Regions from separate parts of the Mus musculus genome. Here regions 2, 3, 4 and 5 are each linked to region 1. The links are chromatin contacts, called in public HiChIP or PLAC-seq and promoter capture Hi-C maps. All regions are on one chromosome and are shown on one strand. Each heading gives the region's core, a stretch centred on a gene start, on an enhancer-like site or on the middle of the called end of the contact. The rest is flanking DNA. Distances are from core to core; before and after follow the strand shown. Region 1 holds the start of Washc2 (WASH complex subunit 2`). Region 2 holds the start of Cand2 (cullin-associated and neddylation-dissociated 2 (putative)). Region 3 holds the start of Zfp422 (zinc finger protein 422). Region 4 holds the start of Efcab12 (EF-hand calcium binding domain 12). Region 5 overlaps Ift122 (intraflagellar transport 122).

What was found. Promoter capture Hi-C pulls out the DNA fragments that hold promoters and counts their contacts. HiChIP or PLAC-seq counts read pairs in DNA pulled down with a chosen protein or histone mark.
Region 2: a promoter capture Hi-C map of neutrophils shows a contact between it and region 1, with 2.7 times the contacts expected there. The contact joins the promoter of Cand2 here to the promoter of Washc2 in region 1. A contact is called at or near these places in 2 of 39 promoter capture datasets (neutrophils and second pharyngeal arch cranial neural crest), 1 of 484 Hi-C or Micro-C datasets (CD8 T cells), 1 of 115 datasets of contacts at active chromatin or transcription factors (pro-B cells) and 1 of 9 other capture datasets (adipose tissue).
Region 3: a promoter capture Hi-C map of embryonic stem cells shows a contact between it and region 1, with 2.9 times the contacts expected there. The contact joins the promoter of Zfp422 here to the promoter of Washc2 in region 1. A contact is called at or near these places in 6 of 39 promoter capture datasets (the C10 cell line, the HPC-7 cell line, embryonic stem cells and 2 more), 2 of 484 Hi-C or Micro-C datasets (LSK cells and nephron progenitors), 5 of 115 datasets of contacts at active chromatin or transcription factors (embryonic forebrain, embryonic hindbrain and embryonic stem cells) and 2 of 9 other capture datasets (adipose tissue and liver).
Region 4: a contact with region 1 is called in an H3K4me3 HiChIP or PLAC-seq map of bone marrow-derived macrophages, with 5 times the contacts expected there. The contact joins the promoter of Efcab12 here to the promoter of Washc2 in region 1. A contact is called at or near these places in 6 of 39 promoter capture datasets (the 3T3-L1 cell line, the C10 cell line, the HPC-7 cell line and 2 more), 3 of 484 Hi-C or Micro-C datasets (B cells, CD8 T cells and LSK cells), 5 of 115 datasets of contacts at active chromatin or transcription factors (the 230-238 cell line, bone marrow-derived macrophages, embryonic stem cells and 1 more) and 4 of 9 other capture datasets (adipose tissue, liver, macrophages and 1 more).
Region 5: an H3K4me3 HiChIP or PLAC-seq map of bone marrow-derived macrophages shows a contact between it and region 1, with 2.3 times the contacts expected there. The contact joins the enhancer-like site here to the promoter of Washc2 in region 1. A contact is called at or near these places in 9 of 39 promoter capture datasets (the C10 cell line, the HPC-7 cell line, hippocampal neurons and 3 more), 1 of 15 datasets of contacts at CTCF or cohesin (large pre-B cells), 7 of 115 datasets of contacts at active chromatin or transcription factors (bone marrow-derived macrophages, embryonic stem cells, pro-B cells and 1 more) and 3 of 9 other capture datasets (adipose tissue, liver and pancreatic islet).

What each region holds. Positions count from the first base shown.
Region 1 is chr6:116,205,852-116,209,855 of GRCm38.p6, reverse strand. Washc2 (WASH complex subunit 2`) reads right to left here and starts at 1,823. Exons shown (of 31, transcript NM_026585.3): 1 at 1,729-1,823; 2 at 1,527-1,649; 3 at 738-902. The coding sequence starts at 1,649. It overlaps 9530062K07Rik (RIKEN cDNA 9530062K07 gene), which reads left to right and starts at 1,863. Exons shown (of 4, transcript NR_131013.1): 1 at 1,863-1,954; 2 at 2,599-2,702.
Region 2 is chr6:115,772,688-115,776,691 of GRCm38.p6, reverse strand. Cand2 (cullin-associated and neddylation-dissociated 2 (putative)) reads right to left here and starts at 2,135. Exons shown (of 15, transcript NM_025958.2): 1 at 2,014-2,135. The coding sequence starts at 2,081. Mir7660 (microRNA 7660) reads right to left here and starts at 1,035; the gene lies at 973-1,035.
Region 3 is chr6:116,626,756-116,630,759 of GRCm38.p6, reverse strand. Zfp422 (zinc finger protein 422) reads left to right here and starts at 1,761. Exons shown (of 2, transcript NM_026057.3): 1 at 1,761-1,829; 2 at 3,627-4,004. The coding sequence starts at 3,724.
Region 4 is chr6:115,836,254-115,840,257 of GRCm38.p6, reverse strand. Efcab12 (EF-hand calcium binding domain 12) reads left to right here and starts at 1,846. Exons shown (of 9, transcript NM_001110506.1): 1 at 1,846-2,474. The coding sequence starts at 2,126.
Region 5 is chr6:115,878,133-115,882,136 of GRCm38.p6, reverse strand. It overlaps Ift122 (intraflagellar transport 122), which reads right to left. Exons shown (of 29, transcript NM_001167763.1): 6 at 1,427-1,493; 7 at 514-660. Among named protein-coding and RNA genes, the nearest start is that of Ift122, 27 kb to the right of the region's middle. Within about 2 kb of position 2,131, at least 19 of the 459 cell types and tissues checked have an H3K27ac peak or open chromatin away from gene starts, as enhancers often do. A contact at or near this core is called in adipose tissue and bone marrow-derived macrophages, where this site is marked.

The DNA of each region.
Region 1 (4,004 bases), core at 574-3,073:
AGATTGCAGGAACTCACTATGAAAACAAAATTCACATACACTTTAGTTAAAGGCCAGCAGCATTTGTACTGGTGACTCTGTGTCATATATTCATCCAAATTGAAAAACTGGTGCTGGCGGGACAGTAGTGGCCCACACCTTAAATCTCAGTACTTGGGAGGCAGAGGCAAGTAGATTTCTGTAAGTTCCGGGCCAGCCTGGTCTACAGAGTGAGTTCCAGGACGGTCAGGGCTACACAGAGAAACCCTGTCTCAAACAAACAGAAGGAGAAAAAAGAAAAGGAAGAAAAAGAAAACTGTAGATGACGAAATGCAAAGCAGACATCTGCATTCACTTACACAACTGAGGGAGACATGATGGACCTACATAAAGTCTCTAGGGACTGAAGGCAAAAGTGGGGCACGTGAGGCCAAGCCAGGCTTAGAGCTGACCATACTGAATGAGCACAGTGGCTTTTTTGAGAGGCACACAACTCTGCTCAAATGGTAATTGCCCTCAAAACTAAAAACAGAAAAACCAGCACGAGGCAAACCTTATTATTAGATGTTTTTAAAGGTTTGTAAAACCCATGAACTTTACTGATAAAAGACACTGATTTCAGAGAAAGGAGCTTCAGTTACCAAGAACCAATCTATCCACCAAAACTTAGAAGAGAACCTTATTATCATTATAAATGACAATAGTTCTTACTCCCCAAAAGGGATTATTCGAAAGTCAGATACCATAAAACAACTCACATTCTCAATGAACTGGGTATTAGACAGCATGAGGAAGTCATTGAACACATTATGCAGACGACAATGTGTGGCTTTGGTCTCCTGAATTAATCCATCCACCTGCTTCTTGATTTCATGAGTCCTGGAGATAGTCTGCTGTGAGAATTCCTGTAGAAACTGTAGTAGCTATTTTGAAAAGAAACATACACAAGTATCAACACTACATGTGATTTAAAGCAAAACAAACAAACAAAAAACCCCTCCCCTTTTGCCCCTATGTTAAGAAAAAGGGATGATACTGTTGATCTAAGGTCAGGTGACCCTGGAAAGCATTAAGAAAGCTCATCAGATAAGTTTGTCCAGAACACAAAACCAGTATCACATTTCTACAGGGATTTAAAGCCCTGTTTGGTTGTCACGCTCCAGAGACCACATAGTGTGACAAAACACCCCAAATCCCACTTGTATGAAAGTTCTGAGCTCTTAGGTCCCGAAGTGAGCAGATCTACTCAAAAATATGTGCTGCCCCATTTAGCCCCAGTTCTAATACAGAAGGGCCTCCGTAGAGACAAAGCAGTCCTTGGAGAGGGCAGAAACAGAATCTGCTCAGCAGGATGGCGTGGAGGGCAAGGTTGAAAAGCCACTGCACGGAAGGAAACCCGCGTCTGCGCGGCAGAGTGCTGGGTAGAAGCCCACAGGGCCGCCCTCCCCGGTGTCTGAGATTGCGCCTTTGAATACTGGAGGAAGCGTGTCCCCGAGGAGGGGTAACTACAACTCTGTCCCTCCCTTGGCCCCGGGTCCCCCGCTCACACCGGCGTCAGCCGCCAGAGACCAGTTCTGACTGCTGCGGCGGATCTCCTCCACCGACCAGGGCCGTTCCCACACCGGCTCGGATGCCGGAGGCCGCTCCGAGTCGGGGCTCGTCCGGTTCATCTACAGCGAGAAGGACAAAAAGAAGAGCTGAGTCTGGGGCGAAGGATCCAGCCCTGCCCTCCTGGGCCGCCGTCCTCACCACGATGACACCGCCACTCAGCAAGCTCCAAAGTGACTACGGGAGTGGCTACTACACTGCCCACCCAGCGCGGTGGTAATCACATGGTTCACGTCACGTGATGGTGTCCTCACGTGACCTGGGGCGCAGCCTCTGATCGGGAGCTATGGGTTAGTAGCTCCTGGGTAATTGGGTTTGACCAGAGAGAAGGTGTTTAAGCGGCCAGCTAGTGCGAAAGAGGCGGAAGGTACCAGTGGGGCCCATGCTGAGGAGTCCCGTGGCCTACCAGGTGGGAGCTGAAGAGGAAGGAGAGCGGAGGACGACTTCCTGGATGTGCGGCGGCTTTATTGATTATGCATGTGATGTGAGACTAGCCCAGGGCCACAGTGACCCTCAATGTGTACATCTGCTAACCGGTTTGGTTTCAGTTCAATGTGGATCCGCTTGAAATTCTTGAAACCCTCAGCTGAGATTCAAGGCCGGGAGGTGGAGGGGTAGAAATCGAAATCCAAAGCTCCCCTGGCTGTCCACTAGCACTTCCTTGTGAACAGACCCCTTTCTGAGTTGGTCTTGCCCAGACTGACTTTTAGAAATAACCCCTTATCTTTCCTTTTTGTGTGCCCGAGAACAAGTTACTTAGCTTCTTCTATAAGCTTTCTTCTGCATATTAAAGAAGCAATACAGCCGGGCATGGTGGCGCACACCTTTAATCCCAGCACTTGGGAGGCAGAGGCAGGCGGATTTCTGAGTTCGAGGCCAGCCTGGTCTACACAGAGAGAAACTCTGTCTCGAAAAATAAAAATAAAAAAGAAGCGATAATAGGTGTTAAAACAGATAGTGCCTGGTATATGGTGAGTGCTCACCTTAGATCTTATCATTTCTCCTGTGCAGATTATTTTTCCAACTTTCAGATTTTGCTTTGTGGCCACCTCCGTTGAAACCTCATTAAAGATTTCTCTTTGGTATGCAACTAAGACAAATGAAAACCTGCTCAGGTAAAAATCTGCAAGAATTTTCACTGTAGTGTTGATCCATACCCAGAAAGCAGAAGCAATCTAAATGTCCATCAGGTGACGAATGGATAAACAAAATGCTGTAGAACCACGCAATTCACCAAAAGAAATAAAATGCTGATATATGATAGGGCATGAATTAACCTAGAAATACTTCAATTGAAAGAGGTCAGTCATATACATGAGCACAGGTTATTCTATTTATATGAAATATCCAGAATGGATCAATCCAGAGAGAGGAAGTAGGTTGGTGGGGGCCAGGGATTGAGGAAAGAAGGGAATGGGGAGTTAACTGCTTATGAGCAAGTAGTCAGCTGTGAACTAGTAAAGCCAGGGTAAAGGCTCAGGTTGGTTTCTGTAGCATTAGTGTGATTGTATCTGTGTTGCTGTTAGGGTGAGCAGGTGTTATAGATAGACATTAGATTTAGGGTTATGATTAACATTGTGGTTATGGTGCTATTTTGGGGGTTAGGGTTAAGGTGGCTGTCTTAGTTATTTTTCTATTGTTATAATAAAAATTACCTCAGAAGCAACTCATAAAAGGAAGGGTTATAGTTAGGATTTAGTGTTACGGTTAATGCTGAGATAGTTGTGAATTATGGTTAGGAGAGCGTTAGTCTTAGGGTGAGCGTAACAGATGAAGGTTTAATTAGGATTAGGGCAGCCTTAATATTCATTACACAGCTGGGTATGGTAGCACACAATTTCTTTATCCCAACCCTGAAGAGGCATATCTAAACTGATACATGTTTGTGTGAAGGCAGCCTGGTCTTAGCTTAGTATTAGTGTTAGGGAAGGGTGTTTGACTAAGGTTAGCTTAAGAGTAGTTTTAATAGAGTTTAGAATACAGTTTGAGGTAAGCAAACCCCTTGAGACCTAATACTTGAAAGGCAGAGGTAGACAGATTATCTGTGAGTTTGAGCTCCAACTTCTCTACATAGAGAGTTCCAGGCCAGTCAGAGCTGCATGGTGGCATGATATCTCAAAAAAAAAAAAAAAAAAAAAAAAAGGTTAGGGTCAGAACTAGAATTATAGTTAGGCTTAGGGTTGAGGGTCAGGATCAGGTTAAGGGTTAGGGATTAAGGTTAGAGTTAAGGGCTAGTTATGGTTAAATATAGTGGTAAACTTTATACATAATCCTAACCCTTAAATAGAATGCTAAACCTAACCATAGTCCCTAACCAGAACCCTAATACTAACTCTACCCCTAATTCTAACCCTACCCTAGTCCTAACCATTGCTAAATCTAATCTTAACCCTAAACCATAGTGATAAAGTAACCTT
Region 2 (4,004 bases), core at 886-3,385, 430 kb after region 1:
AACCCAGAAATCAACATTCACAAATATACCGCAGCATTTCAAACACCTCAGGTCTGCAGACATCACTCTCAGAGGAAATGTCATGGTGCTGGGGTGGTGGGGATAATAATTTGACAAGCAAGAGCTCCAAAGCAGAGCGAGGCTTTAAGTAAACATACTTGTCTTATCAGTGAGGTAAAATTTGGCCAGCTGCCTCCTTAACCCCAAGCCTCGGTTTTTCCATGAATAAAACGGAAATTGTCTTTGCCCCTCTCCCACAGCATCCTTGAGGGTTTTAATAGGTCAATCTGAGCAAGCAGGCTCAGAGAGGTTACGAAGCACCAGCGTGAGGTAGGTCACCTGAATCCTCAAACAGCACTGCCTCAGTGAAAAAGGATTTGGACATCCCTGTCAGACCTCTCAAGTTCTTGGTTTTCTCTGTCAAGAGTCTGATCCCCAAATAAAACTGAGAACCAAGGCTGGCTGTCCCTTGCCTGGAACCCCAGTCAGACATTCCCCGCTGGGAACCATAAGCCATGGTCTCCTGCCATGTTGAGAGGCAGCACCATAGGACACTGGGACACATGGTGCCTGGACAGCTGGTGGGGGGCGGGGGTTGGGAGGAGGCTCAGGCTCTTGGTATTCAGACTTTTAAAAATAGAAACCATTCTCATATGCTCAGGGTGGTTTTAGGTGTCCTCAACGCTGCTGGCAGGGACAGATTTAAAGGGCTTCTCAGGCCCTGAGTGATAGAGCCAACTCCCTGATAGGCCCAGGAGTCATTCCCTCAACTCTGGCAGGCCATGTGACTTTGAGTAAGTCAAAGCCCCCTCCAGACTTCTGGAGAACAGAAAGAACTTGGGCCCAAAGAACAAAGAACAGTCTACCAGGACCTGCCCCGTTTCCCTGCACAGAGTCAGGACAACCATTCACAAAGCACTTACCTGCTACCTAAAGCACAAACAGCTAAGCTAAGGCTCAGAGGGCATGGAGTACTTTGCCCATCACTTACAGATCTAGTTAGTGATGGTTGCCGAGATCTGAAGCCAGGGCAAAGGATCCCAAGCCCTACTACCACTGTGGGGCTTAGGGCTGCACAGAGATTTTTGAGGACTGTATTTACAGGACACGGAAAAGGTCAGACCACACAAATAGGCTTCTGGCCCCTCCGGACTGGCTAGATTGGGAATCCCACTGACACCTCCAACTCTGCTTGGCCCTACCGTTAGCATTGTATCCAGGCCCTTCATGTCCCTGAACCTAATTTTCCCTGTTTGTAATCGGAGGGATAACTACTGTGACAGAAGACTCAGAATGGTGCACTGTCCTGTTGACTTGAGGGTCCACAACTGACCAACAACCCCTTTTTATCACTGAACCTCAGTTTCCCCTGCAAGAGGGGCTGCATCAGATATTCCCATTCCTCTTGCCAACTCTGTTCCTGTGTTTCTGTGGTGTTTGGAGAGGAGGATAGGAGAAAAAGAATGGGGGAGAGAGATAGCCCTCACCCCAACCTTTGCTTCCTGCTCTAAACCATCTTGGGAGAGGAGGGGAATAAGGAAGATGGGGTGGTGATGAGGGGCCAGGGAGAAAAGGCACGGGATGAAAAGAAAGAGATGAAAGAAAAGTAAAGTTTGTTAGGGTTAGGAGACCCGGTAGGGGTACAGGGTGCGGGGGATGGGGTAACCTAGAGACCGGGCAGAAGTGTGGGTCTCGGAAGATAGCCTTGGATGGAGGTTGTGCAGGGAAGCGGCCTGTTTCAATGAGGGTCAGAAGAGGACTGCACTGGGTTCCAAAGAGAGGCCGACGGGGACTTCACTGGAGAGCCTGGGGGGCGCCCAGTGTTGGGGACTTGAGAGGCCAGCACAGCAAAGGCGGGAAGAGGCTGGGGGCGGGGCTGCAGGCCCAGCCAGGCCCAGGCGAAGAGGCCGGGGGCTCCCACAGGGGTCCGCAGGGGGGGGGCAGGGGAGCAGAGGGGCGGCCGGGACAGGCTGAGACCCCTGAAAACGAGTCCCGAGCCCCCACAGGGCGCACCTGAAGTCTTTGTCGCTGGACGTCATCTTCTCCAGCAGGCTGGAGATGTAGAAGGCACCGGTACTCATGCTGGCTGCGCCGCGGGGTTGCGGGTCGAATCGAATATGGCGGCGCGGCCTCCCCTCCCCTCCACCACGCCCCCTCCCCCACCGGCCACGCCCCTTCTCTCTCTCTCTCTCTCTCTCTCTCTCTCTCTCTCTCTCTCTCTCTCTCTCTCTCTCTCTCTCTCTCTCTCTCTCTCTCTCTCTCTCTCTCTCTCTCTCTCTCTCTCTCTCTCTCTCTCTCTCTCTCTCTCTCTCTCTCTCTCTCTCTCTCTCTCTCTCTCTCTCTCTCCCCTCCTGTCCCGAGCAGGACTGAAGTAACGGGCCTGGCCCCCTCTCCTGGACAGCTCTGCTCAGCATGGGCACCAGCAGCTCACCACCCGGCCCTGACCACGCCTTCTCCCGATTGTGCCTTGAAGACCCCTTGACTTTGCTCTCTCAATGGCACTCATGCAAACAGGGACATGGGATGGCAATTCCAGATTCTACCAGGTTCCACACAGCCAAAGAACCTGAGATGAATTAAGGACGGACTTCAGGTTCCCAAAGCCGAGAGCAATAGCTGTTCCCTAAAGTTGATCACAGTTTTCCCCAGTTAGGAGGTGTGTGTGTGTGTGTGTGTGTGTGTGTGCGCGCGCGCGCGCGTAGATCTTTAGGGGGACTCTTTAAACTGGAAAGGAAGTGTCGCTTCAAATCTCTGCTACCTAGCTTGGGGAGTCACACAACCTCTGCTGGCTATTTTTAGTTACTCAAAGGAATAAAAGAAACCTTTATCTTTCTTGCTTTGTTTTGTTTTTTCTTTTTTGTTTTTGTTTTTGTTTTTTGAGACAAGGTTTCTCTGTATAGTAATTGCTGCCCTGAAACTCACTTTGTAGACCAGGCTAGCCTCAAACTCAGAGACCTGCCTGCCTCTTTCTCCCAGGTATTGAGATTAAAGGCATGCACCAAGACCCTGGTTAAGAAAGTTTTATCTTAAATGTATTAAAATTTCTGTTTTGGTTCTTCTCTACCACAGAGCCACACCCTCAGGTTGGTAAAAGGAAATCTAGGGGGCTGGGGTGTCTCATACCTGCAATTCCAGAACTTGGCAGGTGAAGGCAGGAAGGCAGGAGGATCAAAATTTCAACCTTGGCTACATAGATCCTGTCTTTAGAAAAAAAGATAAAGAAAGGAAGGATTTAAATGAGACATCTGCTACATCTTTGATTTCCGACTCCTAATCCAACTTCTCTTCCTCTAGATGACTGAACAGTGGCTACAAAGTCCCAAGCCTTGGAGGCTAGGGACCTCTACATTTCTCCTAGTCTTCTTGCTCCTGTCTCGCTCACACCTATGTGGCCATCCCAGAAGAAAGTCATTGTTTCATGAATGAGAAGGGGAGACAGCCCTTCAGGGGACTGTGAATACTCCCAGGGAGAAATATAGCAATCACTTGGCACCTTAGGCAGTTATTTAGTAAATGACAGTGGAGACAAAATTGGAATTTTTTACATTTTATCATTATTATTTATTTGTATTTTGTATCTAGGAGTTTCTTGCTCACATACACATATGTATATGTGTGTGTATATATATATATATATATATATATATATATATATATATATATGTGTGTGTGTGTGTGTATGTATGTATGCGTATGTATATATGTATATATATGTGTGTATATATGTATGTGTGTATATGTATATGTATATATATGTGTGTGTATATATATATGTGTGTGTATATATATATATGTGTGTGTATATATATATATATATATATATATATATATATTGCAGTACCCATGAAGGACAGAAGAGGGCAATAGACTCCAAGAAACTGTAGTTACCCACTGTTGTGAGCTGTCACATGCATACTGGGACCCCAGGACCTGTGCAAGAGCAATAAATGGTTTTAACTACTGAGCCATCTCTCCAGCCCCCTTTTTCATTTTTTATAACAATA
Region 3 (4,004 bases), core at 512-3,011, 420 kb before region 1:
TTAGCTGGTGAGAAAACACCCAGCCAAGACCCCCAGATGGCACCAGAAGGGTTGTTTGTAAGTTTAGAGTAGGGGAGACCATGACAAGAGTGACATTGAGGATTTTGGCTTGAGCAGCTGGAGTGAAGGCACGGTTGTCAATTGCTGGGCGGAGACTATCGAGGGACAGAACGTTTGATGTGCCATGCTCACTGCGCATTCAAACGGGATCCCAAGCAATCGGATCCAGGAGCCTGGAGCTCTGGAGAGTTGCACATGTCAATGGGTCAAGAGAGTTTATGCTGGGACCAAATATAAATGACCGTGGCCCAGAAACAGATTTAGGTTACCTCAAATCCCAGGCCCCAACATGGAAGCAGTTTCATGAAGTTTCATAGTAATAGAATAAAGAAAGTTGCAAAACAAGACACTTTGGAACACACTAGTGGAAGCATGGAGTGGGAGGTTATAGCAGCATGGAGGAACCTCAGCTGCAGGCTTCCGCTATCAGATGACTCTTGGACTTCTGGTTGTAGAAAATCAGTTTTGTTAAATTAGCACATCCCAAAATATTTTTTACCTGTCAGTCACAGGATGTCAGGTCAAAAGTGGGCAAAGTAGTGGTTATTTCCATGGCTAGAGATACCTCAAACTCTGTTATGACTGGGCTCCGGACCTACGACACTCCCAAACCCTCCATAACCACAGAAGCTCACTTATCTGGCCAGCCGCGCAGAAGAGTGCTGCTTCTCTGCAGGAAGTTGCATTTATGGACACCAGGATCAGCCAAGGTCGCCAGTGAGGGGAGTCTGCCTTAATGCGATGAATCTGAAGCCATTAGAACTCCCCTGGGAAGGAAGCATGTGTGCCTTTCCAAACCGAGTTGTTCACTCACAGTGTGAGCGGGAGCAGAATTCCTCTCCAAGCTGGGGTTCCTGCCCAGTACACTGAACGCATTCATTTTCCTCTGATAGGAGTGGCTGATGCAAAGTCACGGCTCTCTCCTCAAAGTCATGAGTTTTATTCAGAGGCCAAACACAAGTGATGATGGCCCAGGGAACACAGATTTAGATTACCCAAACTCCGCCTTTCAACCTGCAACCAAATTCATGAAGGTTTGACAGTAACAGAACAAAGAAAGCCATAAATCAAGATACTTTTAAATTCATTTGTAGAAACATCAGAGAGGTGGGTTAGAGCTCTGTTTAGACATCTCAGCTATAGATGTCATCTAACATAGTATTCTTGGCCTTTTGATTGGAGAATGGGATTTTGTGTTTTATCTGTCAGGATGTTGCACATCCTTCCATAGAAGTGGACAAGGAATGGATGCATCCCAAGATGAATACTAATTATGCTCTGGACCTGCAACATCCCAACCTCTCTTCACCACCGCCGTTTTAATCAATCAGTCAGCCTGTGCGGACAGTGTCCTCCAGAAATTTCACGGGCCTTTTGGTGATATAAGGCGACCCGTGAAAAACATAAGTAACACCTTAGGCTGAAGTTATTTCTCTAGACTAGATACTCAGTACTAAGAATGCAATTTACAAGTTGGAACGGGCTGGTTTGGGGGTGGTGAGCAGAATCTAACAAAGGCCAGTTTCTGTGTAGGTCGACCAGAATAGAAAGAGAGCGGGTAACAGGCCTTAAGGTCCTTGGCTCTGCCTTCTGAGTGGTAAGAGAGGAACACAAAAGGACCACCGGAAGAATCCGCAGGATATGGTGGGGTGGGCCGGGGACCATAGAGGGTCTCTCCGCCTCTTCCTAGAGCGGCCGGCAGCTCCGCGGCTAGCAGCCCGCACTTCCGGCGGGCGAGGCGCGAGGCGGGCACCGTGGCGGCCTGCGCGGTGAGTACGCGGGGCCTGCGGGTCTGCCTGGGCCGGTGTTGGGTCGGGTCGGGCTGCGGCGCTGCACGGAGCCCGGCGGGTGGCCTCGGGCTGGGGTCGGCTTCGGCCTGGGCGCCTCCGCTCGCCGCGGAGGAGAAAGACTCCATTGTACGGGTGGGTAGGCTGCACCGGGCCATTGTGAGCGACTTGGAGGGAAGCGGCGGACTCTTTGTTGCTGCCGTAAATGGGTGAGGGAGCAGGTGCACGCCGGCTAGACGGGTCCCCAGTACTGGAGCTCCATCACCCAGCTTTACCCAGCCTCTCCCCTACTGGGGACCTCGATCAGACAACCGGACTTGGCGGGCGTTAGACGAGGGGGCGATGGACTCCCCAGGTCGGACAGTGAGAAATCAGGCCCGGAGGCGGCTCCGGGGTTGGGATGGGTAAAGGAGCTAAAGGAGCTTCGGGCCTGTGTTTACGAACCCACGAAAGGAGGTTTTAAATCAGCTTTATTTTAAAAATAGGAGCACACATAGGCTACCTGTAAGTATGATTACTTCATCCATAGGTAGATTCCATAATCGATCAGTTTGCAACCAGTTGTGAGTTCCCCGGTATTTAAAGAGATGTGTTTAAAAGTGTATGCTTACCATTATAGCTATTTATTGAGTACCAGGTACCCCACACAGTGTCTCCTGTTTACGTGGTCTGTACATAACCGAGACGGTTATGGGCAGTGATTGCTGTAGATCTGTGTTATGTGCAGTTTGCTCTTTCTGTTGCTGCAATTGTAGCAGATAAAATTATTAAACACCCAGGAAAAGCCCCTGGGCACTCTTACGTTTGGAGGATTATTATACAGCAAAATCAAGACGAAGGAAAAAAAAGGCAGGAAAAGATGTCATTTGTGTTTTTATTTACTTACTTTAAATGCTTGTGTGCAAGGAAACTCAGAAAAATAACTGAGTTGCAAGTAGGTTTTCCAACTAACCTAAGACACTGGAAGTCCAGTGACTGGCTTTGCAGGCCTGAACACCTCCCACACTCTCGCCTATTTGGAGTGTGTGTGTGTGGAAGGGGTTGTTTTGACAGCTTCCAGACAACCTTAAATGTAATGCAATAAACTTATTTTAGAGCTTTTGGTTGTGCTCTCCTTCTTGGCGTGCTATAGTCTAGGAAAGGAAGAATAAAGTGTTTTGGTTTTTTTTTTTTTTTTCCAGATTTTTCTCACCTAGTATTTTCTGAATAAGACTCTTGGGAAACTTGAAATTCTCTTTACCGATTAGCTTCTATTTTCAACTCCGCTTGCTAAGTTATCATCTATAGAAATAACCAAGCAAATAAGAATAGATAGGAATCTATGGAGGTGTAGTATAATCTGTCATTTCTTTTGAATTGGATATCTTACGTAGCAGCTATTAAATGAGAAATTTAGCACAGCCAGTATTGACCTGAGATGCTGTTTAGCAGAGATATTGATCATCTTTTGCAGTTATTTTTGTATCTTCTCTGAGACTTTATCTTGCTTTTGCTTTTTAGTCCTTCAAAATACTCTCTGTGGCTCCTCCCTAACAGGTTTATGTTTTTCTTCGTCTTCTCTTTTGCCTGTCCAAAATCAGAAACGTTGCAAAATGATGATGATGCTGATTAAGCTTAACCTCTGGCATTAGAATCACCTAACGAGCACCTGTCTCTTAAAAGTGCGTCATTGCACTTGTACTAGGTGTGCTTTGGCTACACATGGATGCAGTTTTGATAGATTGAAGAGGTGCTAGTGCTGAACTAATAAATATCTGTATTTTTCTTTTTCTTCTACAGAAGGGAATTCCGAGTTGCGTCACTCTAGGATATGAGACCTTAGTTCAGAAGTTCAGAAGACAGTAGGATCTCTTGCCGACACATTTGCCTACTCACCATGAGGTTAGGAAAGCCCAAAGGGGGTATTTCTCGAAGCGCCAGCCAAGGAAAAGCCTATGAGAGCAAGCGCAAGACAGCCCGCCAGCGACAGAAATGGGGGGTGGCCATTCGCTTCGACTCGGGCTTGAGTCGACGGAGAAGGAACGTGGACGAGAAGCCTTACAAGTGTGCTAAATGCTCCAAGAGTTTCAGTCAGAGCTCCACGCTCTTTCAGCACAAGAAGATCCATACTGGGAAGAAATCCCATAAATGTGCCGATTGTGGGAAAAGTTTCTTTCA
Region 4 (4,004 bases), core at 597-3,096, 370 kb after region 1:
GGATCTGTTGCCCTCCTCTGGGCACACAGGTCGTGTGTATACATGCATGTGAAATAAGTTCACATAAGTGTAAAGAGATGTGATGTGGCAGGAAAGCTGGCCATACCTCCCACTTCACAATAACCCTTAATATTTTCACAAACATCACAGGAACACACATAAGTGCAGAGCTCTGTGCTGGGGAGGGAAAAGGATGAGAAGGCTCTGTAGAGACCTCCCAGGAAGAGAACAGTGCTAACAGTATGGCAGAGAAGACAAAGTGAGGATGGAGATCCAGACACAAGCAGGTCAGAGTCCAGAGAAATCTTTGGATGCCTGGGCCATGGCCAAGGTTAGGTGGCAAAGCAAATTTCCCAAATGTCAGCTATGAGATGAGATAAGGCTGCAGGGCAGGGCCACTTAACCCCCCTCTCCCTGGTCGCCTTGAAGGGGAGCTCTGTCTGGCCAATTGCTGGGGTTCCAGGGCGACTCTTTCTTTTCAGGAGATAAGGTTGCCTGACCTCCGTGCCTTCCCTCGCATCTCAGTGAAACCATGGTGCCTTGTCATGGTTTTGTAAGTGTTCAGAGGCTGTGGCTCAGAAGGGCCAGTAGAAGCGAGTGCCTCGGGTTGTGGGGAGTCAGGAGGATGCTAAATCTAGTGAAGATGGTCCCCAGCACAGAGAACTTGTTCAAATGTTGATCTTTATTTTGTGACCTACAGTTTAAAATGTTAGAATCAGGTGGGTAGTTCAGCAGTTGAGTTTTCCTGGCATGCCCAAGGCTTAGAGCTCAGTGCCCAGCAGTACAAAACTTTTTCTTTTTTTCTTTTTTTTTTTTTTTTTTGGAGACAGGATTTTTCTATGTAGACCAGACTGGCCACCAATTCACAGAGCTCCTCCTGTGTACTACCATACCTGGCCAGACCACATTTTTGTAAGTGTTTAATTAAATGGTTTTGTTTTGTGTTTAACACATTTACAGCCACTAACACTAGCTAACTCAAAGACATTTCTGAGCCTGGCGTGGTGGCACATGCCTTTAATCCCAGCACTTGGGAGGCAGAGGCAGATGGATTTCTGAGTTCGAGTCCAGCCTGGTCTACAAAGTGAGTTCCAGGACAGCCAGGGCTATACAGAGAAACCCTGTCTCGAAGAAACAGGTGTAAGGCCTGAGCCTGAGTCTGGATTCTTCCGTTTACTAGACTCCTCCATGTAGTGTGGGTCATGTATCTTTCCATGCACACCCCATAGTTCACCTATTAGTGGAGATTTCAAAGGTTTATTATTAGGACTGGTTCTAACCTGTTTCTGGCTTTGATTAAAGATAGGCTCTCATTGAGTGGCTCTGGCTGGCCTGGGACTTATGTAACACAAGCTGGCCTCAAACTTAACGTCTATCTTCCCGCGCTGGGATACAAGTGGTTGCCACCAAAACTGTTGATTCCAGACCATAACACCCAGTCATAGCACCAAATACCTGTCTTTTATTTGACCTTGACTGACTAGGATTCTCAGAACCCAGGGTAGAGTTATGATACTTTTTTTAAATGAGAAAAGTGAAGCCTGAAGATAAGATCTGTGAAGGACCTGCAGCTTACAAGAAAATAGGACATTTTTTTTTTTCTTCAGAATAGGGGGCCATGGGAAGACTGGGACATATGTATGATTTCCCAAAGGAGGCACCAGCCAGAGCTAAGCAAATCGCCGAAGCTCCTGACTTCCGGGTTTGGGAGGTGGAAGGGAAGAAAGGTTCTCCCGCCTCCTTCTTGCAAGTGGAAGCGCTCAGCCAATCGGTGTAGGGCATCTATAGTCATGACAACAGAGGCTTACTCTCAGCAGGTTGAGCAGCCTTTTGCAAAACCTGAAGCTTATTTCCACCAAACGGCTAAACTGGGGGCGTACTTCATAACGCCATCTACAGGAATCCTCCGGCTCCGGGCGGCAGAGCTGTTGGAGAGCTCCAGGATAGGCTAGAAGCCTCATTGTGCCGTCTCCATTGTGGGATAGGGAGTTCCAGAAGGTCACAAACGGCCTGGATTCCTATGCCCGGACCGGACCTAGCTAGAGAACCCGGCTGAGTCACGTGACTTGGAATCAAAGCCAGGCTCTTGCGCCTGGGAACCTGCATTTTTCTCAGTTGGGCAACAATGCGTTCTATATTGAAAAAGAGACCTGGAGAGGAGACAGTCAGCTGTCTGCCCCCAAACAAGTGCTTGGCAAAGGTTTGCAATTTGAGAGGTGGAGGGTACAAACAAACAAGAAGAGTTGGATGCCAGAAGACCCATGCTCTCCGAAAACCTCCTCCCCACCCATCTAATGCTTCGCAGTGGGATGCTGGTCTCTCTAGCCACCTTTCCAAAGCACACAGTCAGAATGTGGCAGAAACCCTGGCCAAACATAGTGGGAAGCAAAAGAAATCATCCAGGTTATGGGAGGCCCAGAAAGCCGAGGAGAGAAAAAGTCGTGTGACTTTCGGCTTGACGATCACAGACGCTGGTAAGTGACAGTGCTCTTCATGGAGATGGAAAGTGTCTGCAGGACCTGGTTAGATGAGACTGGAACCAGGGGACACGTTTAATCTTAGTCGTGGACACCTAAGACCCTGTAAACTATAGAAGTGAGATGTTTTCAGAACAACTAAGATGGCATGGTTGTGCTGGGATGGGGGTGCTCAGCACGGAGGTGAGTGGGAGAAGCTGCCTGGTGTAGAGTGTTGACACTTAGAGGAGTGACCAGGACAACAGGATGAGCCCAGGATGACGGCCAGAAAGGAAGGCAGCAGCTGAGGTGTGAGTCAGGGAAGGAGAACAAGTGTGTTTTCTGAGGCGAAGTGAGGGCTCTAAGGCAGGTGCTCCTGGGAGACACACAAGGGTCAGTAAATGGGGTCTTATCCAGCATTCGAGGCCCACAGTGACGTTCTGGGAATGTACAAACAGAAGCAAAGTCAGCCAGTGACATCAGAAAGTGTACCTGTGCATGCAGGAGTGGAAATTCAGCGCTTTCTCTTCCAACTCCACCATCTCTTCTAATGACAGGATGGTAGCCTCAGCCTGTCACTGCTTGGTCATAGTCCTGAAGAGCACTAGAAAGAAGTGGTGTGAAAAGTGAGTGGGTGGTAAGCAGGCCACCTGTCTGCAAGAGGGTGGCTGGGATAACACCTGATAGGCTAATCACTGTTCTTTGCCGAGAAGAGAGACAAGGCTTCAAGGCAACTCTTATGAAAGAAAACATTTAATTGGGGGTCTTGCTTATAGTTCCAGAGGCTTAGTTCATTATCATCATGGCAGGGAGTATGGTAGCAGACAGGTATGGAAAAGTAGCTGAGATCCATACCCTGATACACAAGCTGAGAGAGAGAACACCTGATGGGGGCTTTTAAAACCTCAAAGCCACTAGGCACTGGTTGTTAGCCTTTAATCCCAGCACTCAAAAGACAGAAGCAAGAAGATCTCTGAGTTCAAGGCCAGCCTAGTCTACAGAGGTAGTTCTAGGACAGCTAGGGCCATACAAAGAAACCCTATCTCAAGAAAAACAAGACTCAACGCCCACCCCTTGTGACACATTTCCTACAACTAGCTCTCCCCTCCTCTTCCTCTTCCTCTTCCTCTTCCTCTCCCTCCCCCTCCTCCTCTTCTCCACCTTCTCATCTTTTCAAACAGTTCTATTTCCTGGTGACTAAAAGTATTCAAACAAATGAGCTTAAGGGAGCCATTCTTATTCAAATTATCACACCCTTACTATGAAACTCAGGATGGGTAAGGCTGGAAGAGAAACCTCAAGGAATACCATGCCCTTTAGAGCACACAGCAACTAGGTGAATGGAACCCAGGGGTCAGGGAAGGAGAAAGGAAATGTGACTGAGCAGAAGAAGCAATGTAGAAAAGAGGACAAGGTGGGTGTGACATCCTGGGAGAGAACAGGGGCCAAGAGCTTTAGGCCACAGCAGTAATGGGTTAACTCCTTGAGCACCAAAAAGCCAGCTGTCTTAGGGTTTTACTGCTGAGAACAAACACTATGGCCAAGGCA
Region 5 (4,004 bases), core at 882-3,381, 330 kb after region 1:
TTTGAGCAAGTAGTGCCAACTGTCTGCAGACCTTTAGGTTTTAGGGGCATTTGTAGGCTTAATTTTAACTTTTTGGCAAGGGAAATTAAAAAAAAAAATTACTCAAGAGAGTGCCATTCTGTTAACAGTGTAACAGGCGGGTGGGTGGGTGCATGCTCCTGGACATGAGGGAAGGGCCGATGAAGCAAGAAGAGAAGCACAGGGAGATCAGCACAATTAGTTCATGAAGAAGTCTCTCTTCTCTCTTCTCTCTTCTCTCTTCTCTCTCTCTCTCTCTCTCTCTCTCTCTCTCTCTCTCTCCTGGCCTAGATAGTTCATCTGCTTGGCTAAATCTCTGGGATTCATTCCAAATTTCAATATAGGCTCTTTTAAAACTTCATTTATAAAAACCAGGTTCCAAACAGACCAGGGAAGTGGGAGAGAGGACTTTAAACTACAGATGTCAGGAAAAGAAAAGGAACTCAGAAGGCTTCTTCTAATAGTGCCAGCCAGGAGAAACCCAGCCATGGGTACCTTGAAGGGTTCCAGCAGATGGACCATATTGGGGAGAGGGAGCCCCCAGGGCGCTCGATCTTCACTTTCTCTTCACCATTCTTGTTCCGTATACTGATGATGCCATTGGCCATGCCCAGAGCCAGGTACTGACCATCGTTTGTCCAGCTGCACACACAACCAACGGAGGGCATGGGAGGTGGGAAGGAGCACACAGAGGGTAGAAACTGTGAGGCAGCAGCCAGGCTGTGGTTTCATTGCTCCCGCGTATTCCTGACATAGACTCAGCTCAGACTGCCACTTACATCTGGAATCAGGGAGAACTTAAGGCAGGAATGTCTAATCCAGATGGCATCTATCCCCTGACTGTGCACACATCTCCACGGCAGTCTGCACTCATGACTAGGCCCTATTTTCTGCTTTACAGTTCAACTCCCTCCCAATCCATGGGCTCTCAGTAAACAGACTGTCTTATGCCTTTTTAGCCTTCAAACAGGGCTTGACATGTCATTCAATAAATGTTGAATCTCAGAGTGCCTTCAAAGGCTGCTCAGTTATAGAGCGCCTAGGCCTGCTGGTGCTTTGAGTGTTTCGGGAAATGGTATTGTTATCACCATTGCTCCATGATTTAGTAAGCACCCAAGGTCACCGGCCTATCAGTGGCAGGATGCAGATTCTGGTCTGAGTCTAGCACCAACGTCAGAGGTTCCTGTCTGACTTTCCCACCGCATACGCCCATGCCGTCTCCCATGAAGGTTATCAAAGGCACCAGCCTTTCCCATCAAGGAGACCAGAGAAGGAAAAAGGGAAACACGGGAAGCCTATCCCAGCTGGCCAACACCACAGTTTCTCTGTGGGTGAAATCAGAGGCTGTGGGAGTCTGCTGGGGAGAGAAAGGAGCACAATGCCTATTGTCAGAGCCTCCCTAACTTACCTGCAGCACGTGATCTTGCTGCTGGATTTGTGCTTGGACACAGACTTCTGCTCAGGAGACCATAACCCTTCAGTGTTAGACAATAGAAAAGAGAGCAAGACTATTCAGCAATAGAGAAAACTAAACTATCCATTCATACAAAACTCAAATCTCCAGGGTCTTATGCTGAGTTAAGAAAAAGAAAAAGCCAACTTCCAAAGGCTTGACACCATAGAAATCCATGAATACAACATACTGGATGGCAACCACACACCTGCAGAACACATCTGTGGCTCCTGGGATTGTGGGTATCAAGGGGCAGGCACTGGTATGGGAATGGGATCCTGTACTGCAGTAGTGGTACACTGCACATGTGACTGAAGGACAGAATTAAAACACACTGTGCCCCCCACCTCCCTGGTTCCTGGACTGCCCATTAGGTACCCACTGGGCGCCCAGTAGGAGAACTGGGTGAAGAATGCACAGCACTGCTCTGCAATGTACTGAGAATCTACAACTGTTTTTTGTTTTTTTGTTTTTGTTTTTGTTTTTGTTTTTTTTTAAAGAAAAAAGAAAAAAGGTAGATGGTGAAGTTCTCTAGCCAAGTTCTTCAGGGCTTAAATCCCAAAGAAAAGGACAACTTAGCTGCTCATAGCTAGGGCATGGCCGCCAGAGACCAACTCAGCATTAAAATATAAGTTAAGGAAGTGGAAAGTGCAGGAGGGAAGCTGTAAAGCTTCCCACTGATGACCCAATCTCAGACAGACAGACAGACACCATGTGCCCTCATGCCTAACCTCTAGTGTTTGTAAATAAAGGGTGTGACAGCGGGTACAGACAGTGAAGTTAGTAGGAAACTGTGAGAGGGAACAAGAGGCTTGGGGAGGAGAGGGCAACAGACACGAAGTGGGAGGACACCAGGAAGGGAGCGGGGATGAGGTCAAGAGGCTTGTTTGACAGTGCCACCATCGAACAACCTAACTCGTTGTTAAGCTAATAAAAGTAAAATGAGTAATGAGTGCGCTTTTGGAGAGTCCCCTTTCTAGGCCTCTGTCACTGCACATGACTGTATGTGAGCTGTGCACTGCGCATGGCACACTGGATCAGTTCAGGCTTGCTCCCTCCAATCCCCAGAGGTGGTCCAGTGCCCTCAAAACAGACAACAAAGCCAATTCTACCCTGCCTGGGCCGTGAAGTACGGCTACGTGAAATACAGAGCACATCCAAATTTACACAGCCAAGTGCATCCACAGAGAGCAGAGGAAGCCGTGAGTGGATGGAGTCCTGGGTGAATGTGTAATCTCGCATGGCTTCGTGTCAAGCAAGGATGCCACAGCTTCGAGTAAGACTGGGGGAGATGGTAGAGCCTTCCCTTTCTGCTCCATGGGTGGATATTGGCAATACATGCAGAAAATGTCCAAGACAACTTTCCTCCCAGATGTTTATGGCCTGAAGACTGTGCCCTGCTGAGACTGCTCTGACAGAGATTAGCTAAACCTGTCTCCTTGATCCAGCTTCTTCACTCAGCTGTAAGTAAGAATACTGCCTCTATATTCAACTTCATACAATAAACACACTGGGCTTCCGGAGAGTTGTGGTCCACACAATCCCAGTTTTCCCAACTGCGTCTTATCTTTCCTTCATTCCCAGTTTTCCCAACTGCGTCTTATCTTTCCTTCATTCCCAGCTGTCCCAGTCACATGAGTCCCCAGAGTCCCTGTAGCTAAGCAAGGTTGAAAAGGGAAATGTCTGTGAAATGCCAGTCTTCCCCTCCCTTTTTTCAAACATTTCCACCCCACCCATGCATTCTGTCTGTGCTCCACTGCAAGAGCAGGAAGCCTTCAGCACAGGAGCCTTCCTGCCAGCCTCCCTCGGGAATATTTGCACTCAAGCTCTGCACATAGTGGCCCTACTCCTTGGGTGCTGGCTAAGTGACTGCCAGTGACATCGGAACCATATTGAGCCCGTGTTTTCTCCTTCCCCGGGAGAGTAGGAATGAGAGAAACACTGCTTCAGGAGTTGGCGCAGAGCTCATGTTTGTTTATTTTTTTAGTGGCTCTCAAGCCATAGGAATTCTCTTTTTTGAAAAATTAATTGTAAACTATCAGCACAGTGCCATTAAGACACTGTGGGTCTGGCTGCATGTGTATGCATGGTGGTGTGTGTGGGGATGCTTGCTCTGGGAAGTAGAAGCTGATGGTGAGATGTCTTCCTCTATCCCTCTCTATTTTTTAGACAGGGTCTCTCATTGAACCTAGCGCTCTTCATCTTGGCTTGGCTGTCTGTCCAGCAAGCTCTGGGACCTGGGACCTGGCACTGGAGCTCAGACAAAGCATCACAGTAGGCTTGGACAGAGGTACTTGAGATCTGAACTCAAGCACTTACCCACTGAGCCATCTCCCCAGCTCAACTACTTTCACTTAATAAGATGCTTTTACAAATCCCACCTTCCTCTGTTATAAGCTTGAGAGCAGGAATATTTTATTCCCCACAAACAGGCACACAGATCAGCACAAGAAGATGTGCTAGGGTTTTTAGGCAAATGGCGGTGTTTCTAGAGAAAAATAGTCCCTGCTAGGGTGAGCCAGTCCTCTGTGCT